Regions from separate parts of the Mus musculus genome. Here region 1 is linked to region 2. Evidence: chromatin contacts called from public Hi-C data. All regions are on one chromosome and are shown on one strand. The core of a region is the stretch at or near the end of the contact, and the rest is flanking DNA. Distances in the headings are between cores, read along the strand shown. Region 1 overlaps Gm35154 (a long non-coding RNA gene). Region 2 has its middle 41 kb from the start of Prdm1.

Region 1 (4,880 bases), core at 992-3,491, 190 kb before region 2:
CTACAGATCTGGTATGTCTGATCAATAGCCACACTCATAAAACCCTCTGAATATGGTGAAAGATGCATCCCTTATATTGAAAGGCAATTCCACCTGTGAACTCTAGAATTATCCTTGTTTAGGGACCCTCCTTGTAGTATCTCCTTTTTCTATATCACTCGTGTCTCCCTGCCTTCTGAATCATTCATGTAAAGCTATGGACAGACTCTATAATCAACTACCTTGACTGCTGGCCCTTTGTACCCCTAATTATCATTCCTTTCCTGTTCATCTCCAGCTCCTCCACTGTAGAGTCATCTAGATTTTGGTGTTTCTATTTCCTCACATCCCAATTCTCTCTTCAATCCACTCTTGGCTGGGTTCTGTTCCCAACATATAACATACAACATACAATGTTTCTGGTGATTTTCAGGCTCCTAAGTCCCTTAGACATTCTCTTGTTCCTGCCTTAGCAACATTTTTGGTAATGTTGGACAAGCTGTTCACCTCTGAAGTAGAGGCCAGGCACCTTCCTTGGCTACTCTCTACTTTATTGAGGCAGGATCTTTTACTGAACCTAGATTTGTAAACATAATAGCAGTACTGCCAAGTATGTCTCAGTCTTGTTAGTACAAACACACACATATCACTAGACACTCATGGGAAAAAAATGGTTTTCTATAAGCAAGATGGCTGGGTCAAGGGTGAGGGTCTTCAACACAATAGCAGTAACAAGAGAGTTTTTAAAAGGCTTTTCTTACTTGTAGCTATAGTATATAGCAGGCTGTGGTGAGACTCAAGATGGATAGCCTTTTTCTAGATGGACAACATTTGACAAAGCTATCCAGCAAGTTAATGTAGCCAAAGACTCATCTGGATTTTATCAATGTGGTGTGGCTAGGAAAATAAAAGTGATTTTAAGAACAAAGTACAAAGTCACACACCAACTCCCTTCTTAAATAAAAATAGATTTTTTAAAAAACGTTTTTTTAAGCCTCTCTTTTCCTTCTTAAGTTAATTTGCTGAGTTATTTTATCTTCTTCCAACATCTTCTCCCCAACATCTGGTATAACTGACTTGAAATATTCTTCCTTGTGTCCTTTCTCTGAAGAAAGGGTGTATATAAGAGCCTGGCCAAGCATAGTCTAAAACAAGGCCTAGAAACTTCTCCGACACTGTCATTGCACATAAAAATTTACCTTGGAGTCACTTGAACTTGGACTTAGTGATTTTCTAGTTCACAGAAGTCACAAAGAGTCAGTAATAGTTTTTAAAAGTCCATCAAAAAGTGAACCAATAAGAATTCAGTAAAAACTCCCTGGAGTTCATCAATTATTCCAACACCATAAATTTACAGCTGAATCCCCCAGGGGCAGGGTTTCTACCGACATTGGCAAGCTGAGGAGGAAAGTTGCAACAGCAAACTTGCTTTATCTCTTTCCTCTGATCAATTACTGGTACCCTCATCCTAGGAAAGCTCTCTCACCGAGCCTTCAGCTGAGCAGCGTTCAGAATTACATAATCTAAGACTTGGGTTTTTTTTTTGGTCTTGCTGTTCTATACCTGGTCCATGTAGCACTGGTAAGTTTCTCATTTGTCCCCATTTATTGTGTTATTTAGACACTAATCTAGTTTTCTAACCTGAGTGGTAGAGGTTTCTCCTTTGATTTCTGCAACAATTGTATCTTTTGAAGATAGAATTTAGCATGGTATTCAGTATCTTTTGGGACCCAAAGAATAATTATTTGCTTTATAGTCTGCAATCGAGAAAGAACAATGAATAACGTAGGAGGACCAAGAGTTGGGTACAGGGAAGCAGTGTGAAACGTTGTTTCAGAGAACCGTGGAGTAATGTGTGAGATCAGGCTGACAGACGGGAAGTACAGTCAGAGAGGCTGGCTAGAAGGCATTGTAAATGATCAAGAAAGAAAGAACCTCGAGAAAGTAAGGGAAGTTTGGGGGAAACAAGTCAGTAGAACTGAATTTTCAGACATGATAGGGAATTTCAGGTGAGCAAAGGTAAGGATGAGAGAGACACGGTTGAGATGGATTCCTTGTTTTCAGCAGGAATGACCGTGAGACTGGACTGTGGGGCAGAAACGAGGAACTAGGAAAGGGAAGTGTTTTTGTGGGGGAGAGGGCAAGCTCAGCTAGCTAGCTGTTGTTGAATTTGAGACTCTGGGAAGAATTTCAAGTGAAAATGACCAATGGTCAGTCAGAGAGATGGGAATAAACCGTGAGCAAGGAACAGGACATGAGCTGTAAATCTGTGAGTCACCGTCCCCACATGCTTGCAGCCATGAGAACAGGGATAGTCTCTGCACACTGTAGTGGCCTGTGAGAAGTGGAAGACGTAGGTGGAAACCTCGGGTAGGAGGGCGTTGAAGACTGAAGCAAAGGCGTCTGGGAAACATCGGAACAGACAGGACGTTAGCAGGAAATAGAGGAGTACATGCCAGAGGTGTAAGAAGTGAGACGGTTTCCGGAGCAAGAAGAAAAATAATGATGAGAGACAGTGGGGATGGGTTGAAAGAAAGCACACTAGAGGCTGAAGTGGCAAGCAGTGATTTCTAGGAGCCAATTTGAATAAAGGGTTAAAGAGCTGGAATGGAGATTGGGTCCAAGGAGTTACAGAGATAGGATATGAACCATAGACTTAAAAACTTAGCAGTGAAAATGGAAGCAAAATGACTCTAGACATTTTGTAAACAAAAACCTACACTTAATATTTCTTAGGACTTTTTTTTTTTGGTAGTGGTGGTTGTTTTATGAGACAGATCTTCATAAGTAGTCCTACACAGTCTAGAAGCCACTAGGTACCCCAGGCTGGCCTTGCACCTGTAGTGACCATTCTGATGACCTCTTCAGTGCTCAGGTTATAAATGTATACTTCAATTATAGATGTGCACTACCATGCATGGATTTTATATGTGAGGGAGTCTTTATAAATATTTTGTCATATTGTTAAATGAGTTATTGAATTCATATACTCTTTGCTGACATAGCAAATGGAAATTCAGATGGACTTTTATTACCCTTGAAGTAGAGGTTAATATTCTTACCCTCTTCTATTCATGCACAGGAAAACATGTACACACACACACACACACACACACACACACACACACTTTTAAAAAGCTCGTAGACCTCTCCCCATGTTCCTAAGGTTATAGTCCTTAGAATTCTAGCTTTGAGATCAAATCAAATGGGTACTGTGTGACGCTGAGGATATCAGTGCTGGGTAGCACCAAATGCCTAGAGTTGCCTGCCCATCACAACAATGCTGTTGTTTGAGTATTTGAACTTTTTGATCCACTTTACAATGCCCCTCTTATATAAATAGGACTTCATGTCCAATGTGACTCTTTATCTATTAACTAATCTAGCCATATTAGGAGTTTTTAAGAAAATGACTAATTCCATCATTCTTGAACAGTCAGTCTTGTGGTGGCTTCCACATAGTCCTGCAGAAAACCATGAAGTCCAAAGAACAGACTTCTAAGTCTGCTCTGAAAAACATCAAGAACATTTGACCAAGGTCAGCATGTCTAACATGGTTTCCCATTGTTGCCTGTCATCCTGACCTTATCTTGCCCAAAAACTTAAATGTCCCATTCATTCCCAGTGTTAAGGAAAATGTGATGTGTGAACCTAAGATATGGGTAATAGTATAAATATTCAATATCACTTCAAGGCTGGTAATTACCAAGTCATTTGATGCTAAATTAAATTAAATTTAAATTTTGTTATAGAAAGTAAACTTCTATATATTTAGATTGGGAAAGAAAAGTATTTTCTCTAATTCTGAGAATAGTCAAAATCAAATGCTTTGGGACATAGAAATAAACTATATCCATAGTGATTTTCCCCCTTTGGACTTCATGGTTTTTTTGCAGGACTGTGTGGAAACCACCACAAGAACAACTGTTCAAGAACGGTGGAATTAGTCATTCCATAAGCAGGAAGACTGCTTGTGGGTTATTATCTGTAGATAGACAAGCACACAAATGCCAGTTTGGAGCTCAGAGAATTTTCACAAAAGATACCAGTGTGCCAGGGCCCAGCTCAGGCAATACAGAGCAAAAACTCTTCAAATGGACTTTGGAGGAAGCAAAGAGAAGGGGCTCCTCTAGACAGGGTAGTAGGAAACAGGTACTGTGAAAGCAGAAAAGGAAAAAACAAAATCTGAGGCAGTTTTACTGAGAGAGAGTAATACAGGGAGAGTGAAGCAGGAGGAACAAATCATGGTAAGGATGTTTGAAAAAGTCAGAGGGAAACACTACAACAAGCTTACTTAAAAATAGATATACATTGTGTGTGTGTATGTGTATGAGGGGGCAAGCCTAGCCTGCTGCTACTGAGTGTCTTCTAGACACAAAGTGGAAACTCTCCACTTATAAAATCTTAACTGTATAGTTACCGAAACAAGACCCACATAATGGTAACTTCAACTGATGTACCAGCATGGAGAGGGGACATTTTCTAAGGTCTCACCCCTAAACAAAGAGCTTCAGTGGCTGTCGAAAGAGGAAAGATTGGTTCCTCCCTACCACCACCAGGGATAAGCTCCCTGATTGGTTAACAATAGGTAACAGTAATTAAAGAAAAGGGGGTCATGAATTTAAGAGGGGGTGAGGAACTTGGAGGACAGATAATGGAGGAGTAGAAATGACACAAATAAAACATAAATAAAATTCTGCATGAAACTCTGAAAAGTATATATTAAAAAAAAACTTTAAAAGAAAAGCTCTTACATGGTCTTTTTAAGCACACTACATCCCTCCAAGGCGAACATTACTATAGCAGCTAATACCACATGATAATTTTGCCCAGCAGAAGATTTTCAGAAACAAAACTACATGATAATTTTGCCCAGCAGAAGATTTTCAGAAATAAAACTT
Region 2 (4,950 bases), core at 875-3,374:
TTAGAGAATCCACAGCTTTCAGCTTGGTGCCATTGTTTGGTGTGCTGGATATTTGTCTGACTTAACATTCAGTCGGAATGACAATGGTGGCCTTTAATGCCAGCACTCAAGAGACAGAGGCAGGTGGATCTCTGTGAGTTCAGGACAGCCAGGGCTACACAGAAAGACCCAGTCTCAGAAAAACAAAAACAAACAGAAAAGCCAACCAACCAACAAACAAACCCCATTTAAATCCATGTGCAATACTTTCAGCACTGCAAGTTTGGGGCTATGCTTTCTTTCCGGTTATTTTTTGAGTGGAACACAGATTTAGAACATTCAAGTCTTGAGTTCCTGCTTTAGAAGAAAACACTTCAGATGAGACTAAGTTTCCTAAGACCAAACCACTTAGACCCATCCTGATCTGGTCAAGTGAGATGGGGTGGCCATGTGCTAGGGATAATTTATACAGTAGACAAATGTAAGAACAGTTTTCCTTCCTCTTCTAGAATAGAGTTGACTGTGTCCTCTCTGTCTCAAAGATGGAAGGTGGTCTTGTGCATCTTACGCTCAAATTGGTGCTCTGGAGAGTTAGGAACTAGTACTTAGGTTTCCTCAGAGTCAGTAGGCCTATTACATACAAAACTAACACCTTCTGACGTGTGTCATATTGGAGAGTAATAAACATGACTAGAAGCTGGTTATCTTACATACTAAGAATTAGGAGTTTTGAAGCAGCCTGTGTGGAGTTCACAGATTCAACAAAACCTTAAGAAGAGTTCATATGTTCTTAAAATTCTTTCCTTCAACAATCTTCCTGCAGTCTGTAAAAGATAACTCTGGTAACAGTCACTTCTTCCTGGTGGTCTGTTGTGAGTTTAGGACTGACATTAGGGAAATAAGTCATTGGATACTTCTTCTACCTCACCTCGCCCCCTCAGCACAGGGCTTTGAGGTGGAGCAAGCATGCTACCATTGACCAAATCCTCAGTCCCACTGAGATGACTCCTTTGAAGAGGCTTGTTTCCTTTTGCCTTGTTGTATAGCTTTCATCAAAGGTACAATCCTATGCATGCATTTGACTTACTGAGCAGAAAAGGGATCGACATACCTTTCTCTGATGTGATCGATGGAAGGGGAGGAACATGGATTTATGGGAAAGGGTGGACTGAAAGAACTCTGTCCACCAAGGATGGGTGGGGCCTAAGAATTAGCTTCTGAGGAGTCCGGGCCTTTGATAAGCAGTTCTTTATTTTTCTTCTCTCCTGTAGGGGATTCTTTTGGCATCTGGAGATATCTGATTGCAGGCAGGAGGATAGAGAGTAAGAGCAAGTACGAAGCAGCAAACAATAAACTTCCCATGTGTTGGGGAACATGGAAGAGCAAAACCACAGAGGGGAAACAGTGATAAATCTAAACATGTCCCGCAGTTAAGCTCGAGCAAATGGCAGAGAGAATGTAAGACGTGCTCCCTTTACCAAAGACACGTGTCCGAGTCTAAGCACCACCTACCGAAACCTACATCTTCTCTTTCCCTCGCTTCCCCCACTTTCACATCACTGAGATTTGCATCCCCACCACCCACCTCATTCTGCCACAATATGCCCTGTGTGATCTATTCAGACCTCATTAAACTGACGTACTGGGCCCACTGGCTCTGCTCAGCCTCAGTTTATTCCAACTTTGTTTAAGATTCGGGAAGTGCTGGGGGCGGGGCAGGACATTAATCGCTGCGCTTGTGCAAACGGAGTGCCAGCTGATTTATGGCAAAGGTTATAAAGGAAAAGTATTAACCATGCCTCGTCCCATTTGGCAAAACCATCCTGCACAATGTCCACAGAAACCCCAAGAGTCCTGTTTTGTGGAAAGAAGGGGGGAAAACTCCACCAAAGATACACTCTTCTTCTTTTGAGCATTAATTAAGACAGTAAATCACGGGCCACATGAAACAACTGTATTCGACAGAACGTGGATGGTCCAGGAACTCTGCTGGAGTTGTGTGAGTGGTCTGAATACCTCCGCCAAAGCCCTAAAGGGAGGGCAGACTTCAAAGGGCACTTTGGGCATGAAGGAGAGATCTGCTCCATCAGGGAGAGAAACGGTTGTAAAGTACAGACTGCAAGGAGAAATAGTGATGAGGACCAGTGCAGAGGGGCAGAGGGTAATGCAGCTGTGGGCTTTTTCTTAAAGGGACCAGATAAGTACTCGGTAGTGTATACTCTTTTCTAAAAGAGGAACTTGGATTTCATCATCTAGGAATGTCTTCCAGATGAAAACATACCTCTGTTTTTAAGGAGAGTAAAGGAAATCGTCTCTGTTTTGTTGTTTTAACATTGGTATTTTTAACCCATTTGAAATGGCCTCTGTCTGTTGTATTGACTATCCACCATATCCCACCACTGGATCCTGGACCGTTTTTTTGTTTTGTTTTGTTTTTTTTGTTTTTGTTTTTTTACAAGCTTCAGTGAGTTCAGGACATGTGAGCCATGAGTAGTTTGCAAAGAGTGACTTTATCTTAACTCACTTGCCTCCAGACAGGGTCAGCACTTCGCACAGAGGAGGGGGAATATTTTGGGGAGACCTTGTGTACGTTCCCCTTCAGTCACTAAGTTCATACTGAAGACCTTCAACGATACTTTTCTCTCCTGATTTGTTTTTAACTGAATGTCTTCGCATTTAGGGCCGAGGGTTTCTTTTTCTTCTGATAGGGCTATGTTTCTATTCAGTTTTCCTTACACTAAGGTGTCCAAAAGCTCCAAATTCATACAGATCCTATTGCCTCTGCCTCCTGAGTGGTGCGCTAGGATTATAAAGCACGTGCCCAGGTTCTCCTTCCTATTTGAATCCTAGCTTATAATGCATACATGTGTATCTATAAGCGTGTAAGTATGGGTATAGTATAACTCCTAGAAAGGAGACCAAGAAAAAGAAATATCAGTTGATAAGGAAGGACAGGAGGCAAGCCAAAGGTTCTGTGAATTGCAAAAGAGGATATATATAAAGACAATTTTTGTTTCCTAGTTTCAACTCTATCCTAGTTTTTTTTTTAATATGTGATAACTGGCATCTCATGATATAATAAATCTTGATGTGGGTTCCCAGGGTTCATCCAACTTGGCATTTAGAGTTTAGCCATTTAGAGTTAGATCCTTGTATATAAAACATTTCATCAAACCTTGACGATTTTCAGCCTTTATTTCTTCAAATAATTTTCCCACCCCCTCTCTCATAAGACTCTTGTGATGGATACGCTGGTTAGTTGGAATATGTCCCATTTGTGATAGACATACTGGTTAACTGGGATATGTCCCACTCATGATGGACACGCTGGTTAACTGGGATATGTCCCATTTGTGATGGACATACTGGTTAACTGGGATATGTCCCACTTGTGATAGACATGCTGGTTAACTGGGATATGTCCCACTCATGATGGACACGCTGGTTAACTGGGATATGTCCCACTTGTGATAGACATGCTGGTTAACTGGGATATGTCCCACTCATGATGGACACGCTGGTTAACTGGGATATGTCCCACTTGTGATGGACATGCTGGTTAACTGGGATATGTCCCACTTGTGATAGACACGCTGGTTAACTGGGATATGTCCCACTTGTGATGGACACGCTGGTTAACTGGGATATGTCCCACCAGTCTCTTGGGCTTTGCTTTTGTCAGGCCTTTTCTTTTTATCCCAAATACCTAAGCAGCTCCTTGTCTTTCCTTTAAACTTGCTTACATCTGACAAAATGCCCCTGGCAGAAGTTTGCTTTGGAATATTTTAGTCTCCTTGTGATTTTTCTCTCTAATTCTGTTTCTCTATCTCTTGACTTTATTTGCCTTTACATCTTCAGCATTTTAAGCTGTTTTAAAAACTTCATTTTGTAAGTCTGCCACCTGCATTCCCAAGGGATTGCTTCAACCTTATTTTTAGATCAGCACACTTTTCTTGGAATTCCTTGTGATTTATCTTTTTTCCCCCCTTTTTGGTTTTTTTGAGACAGAGTTTCTCTGGGTATCTCTGCCAGAAAACAAAGAACCTGAAACAATGAGTAGAAGGTATATACAACAAACTCTGAGAGATCTTATGCCTGCACAAACCCATGATTAGAGTCTGTAGTCAATGATCAAAATACAGATCCCCAAATTTGAAGGCAGAATCCTTACTGGTTGTTTGAGTTCCCACTAGCTGCTGCAAGATGTGCAGGAATCTATTCATAGGTGCCTATCATGATCCTAGAGGTTAAGGGAATGGATAGCCACTGTTAAGATTAAAAACTAAAATTGACCAAGTTTACCTCCAATTTACCATTCAAGCCTTCCCTTACAAATTGCAGATATTCAACGGACTACACGCTCCCAGATGGTTCCATCAGACAGATTTTGCCAGTGTGGTGGTTGTGTATGTGTAAAAAAACTGACTCTTTACTGACCCACCTTTCCAAAGCTCTCCCAACTGTCACTGTTATTATTATGACTATTATTTTATATTGTTAAGAATGATATATGATGGGCAACTGGTCTACCTCTAGACTACATAACCCAAGTCCCCTGCCCACTATCATTTCAAATGCATAACTCTTCATATCCTTTCGCATGTACTTTCAGCAATTTTGTCCTGACTTGAACTGATTACTCTTAATGGACTATGGCTGGCATGATCAAATGAGATACTGTGCATGCATATGCTTTGATACCCTTTGAAAATAAGTAAATTATCCTCTTTTTTAAACCCACATTCTTTATAAGTAGGCCACAAACTTAGAAAAATACAGACAATCTATGATATAAGTAGTCTCTAAGATGTCCTATAATCACCTCTGTCTTTTTATTGGGAAGGTAAGGAGAAGCTGAGATGTGCCCTCTAAGGATAAACATTTTTCAGGCAAACAACCATTTTATGTGTACAGGTTTTATTATTATTATTATTATTATTATTATTATTAAATTAAGAGTAAGTACTGTTT

The links. A called contact is a pair of places that touch in the nucleus more often than the background predicts.
Region 1: a contact with region 2 is called in a Hi-C map of uterus, with 3 times the contacts expected there. The contact joins two enhancer-like sites. A contact is called at or near these places in 1 of 15 datasets of contacts at CTCF or cohesin (CD8 T cells) and 3 of 484 Hi-C or Micro-C datasets (bone marrow-derived macrophages, liver and uterus).

What each region holds. Positions count from the first base shown.
Region 1 is chr10:44,689,097-44,693,976 of GRCm38.p6, reverse strand. It overlaps Gm35154 (a long non-coding RNA gene), which reads right to left. Exons shown (of 4, transcript XR_380292.3): 4 at 4,863-4,880. Among named protein-coding and RNA genes, the nearest start is that of Gm22503, 41 kb to the left of the region's middle. Within about 2 kb of position 2,241, at least 57 of the 459 cell types and tissues checked have an H3K27ac peak or open chromatin away from gene starts, as enhancers often do. A contact at or near this core is called in uterus, where this site is marked.
Region 2 is chr10:44,496,830-44,501,779 of GRCm38.p6, reverse strand. It overlaps a transcript of Prdm1 not described here. Among named protein-coding and RNA genes, the nearest start is that of Prdm1, 41 kb to the right of the region's middle. Within about 2 kb of position 2,124, at least 6 of the 459 cell types and tissues checked have an H3K27ac peak or open chromatin away from gene starts, as enhancers often do. A contact at or near this core is called in uterus, where this site is marked.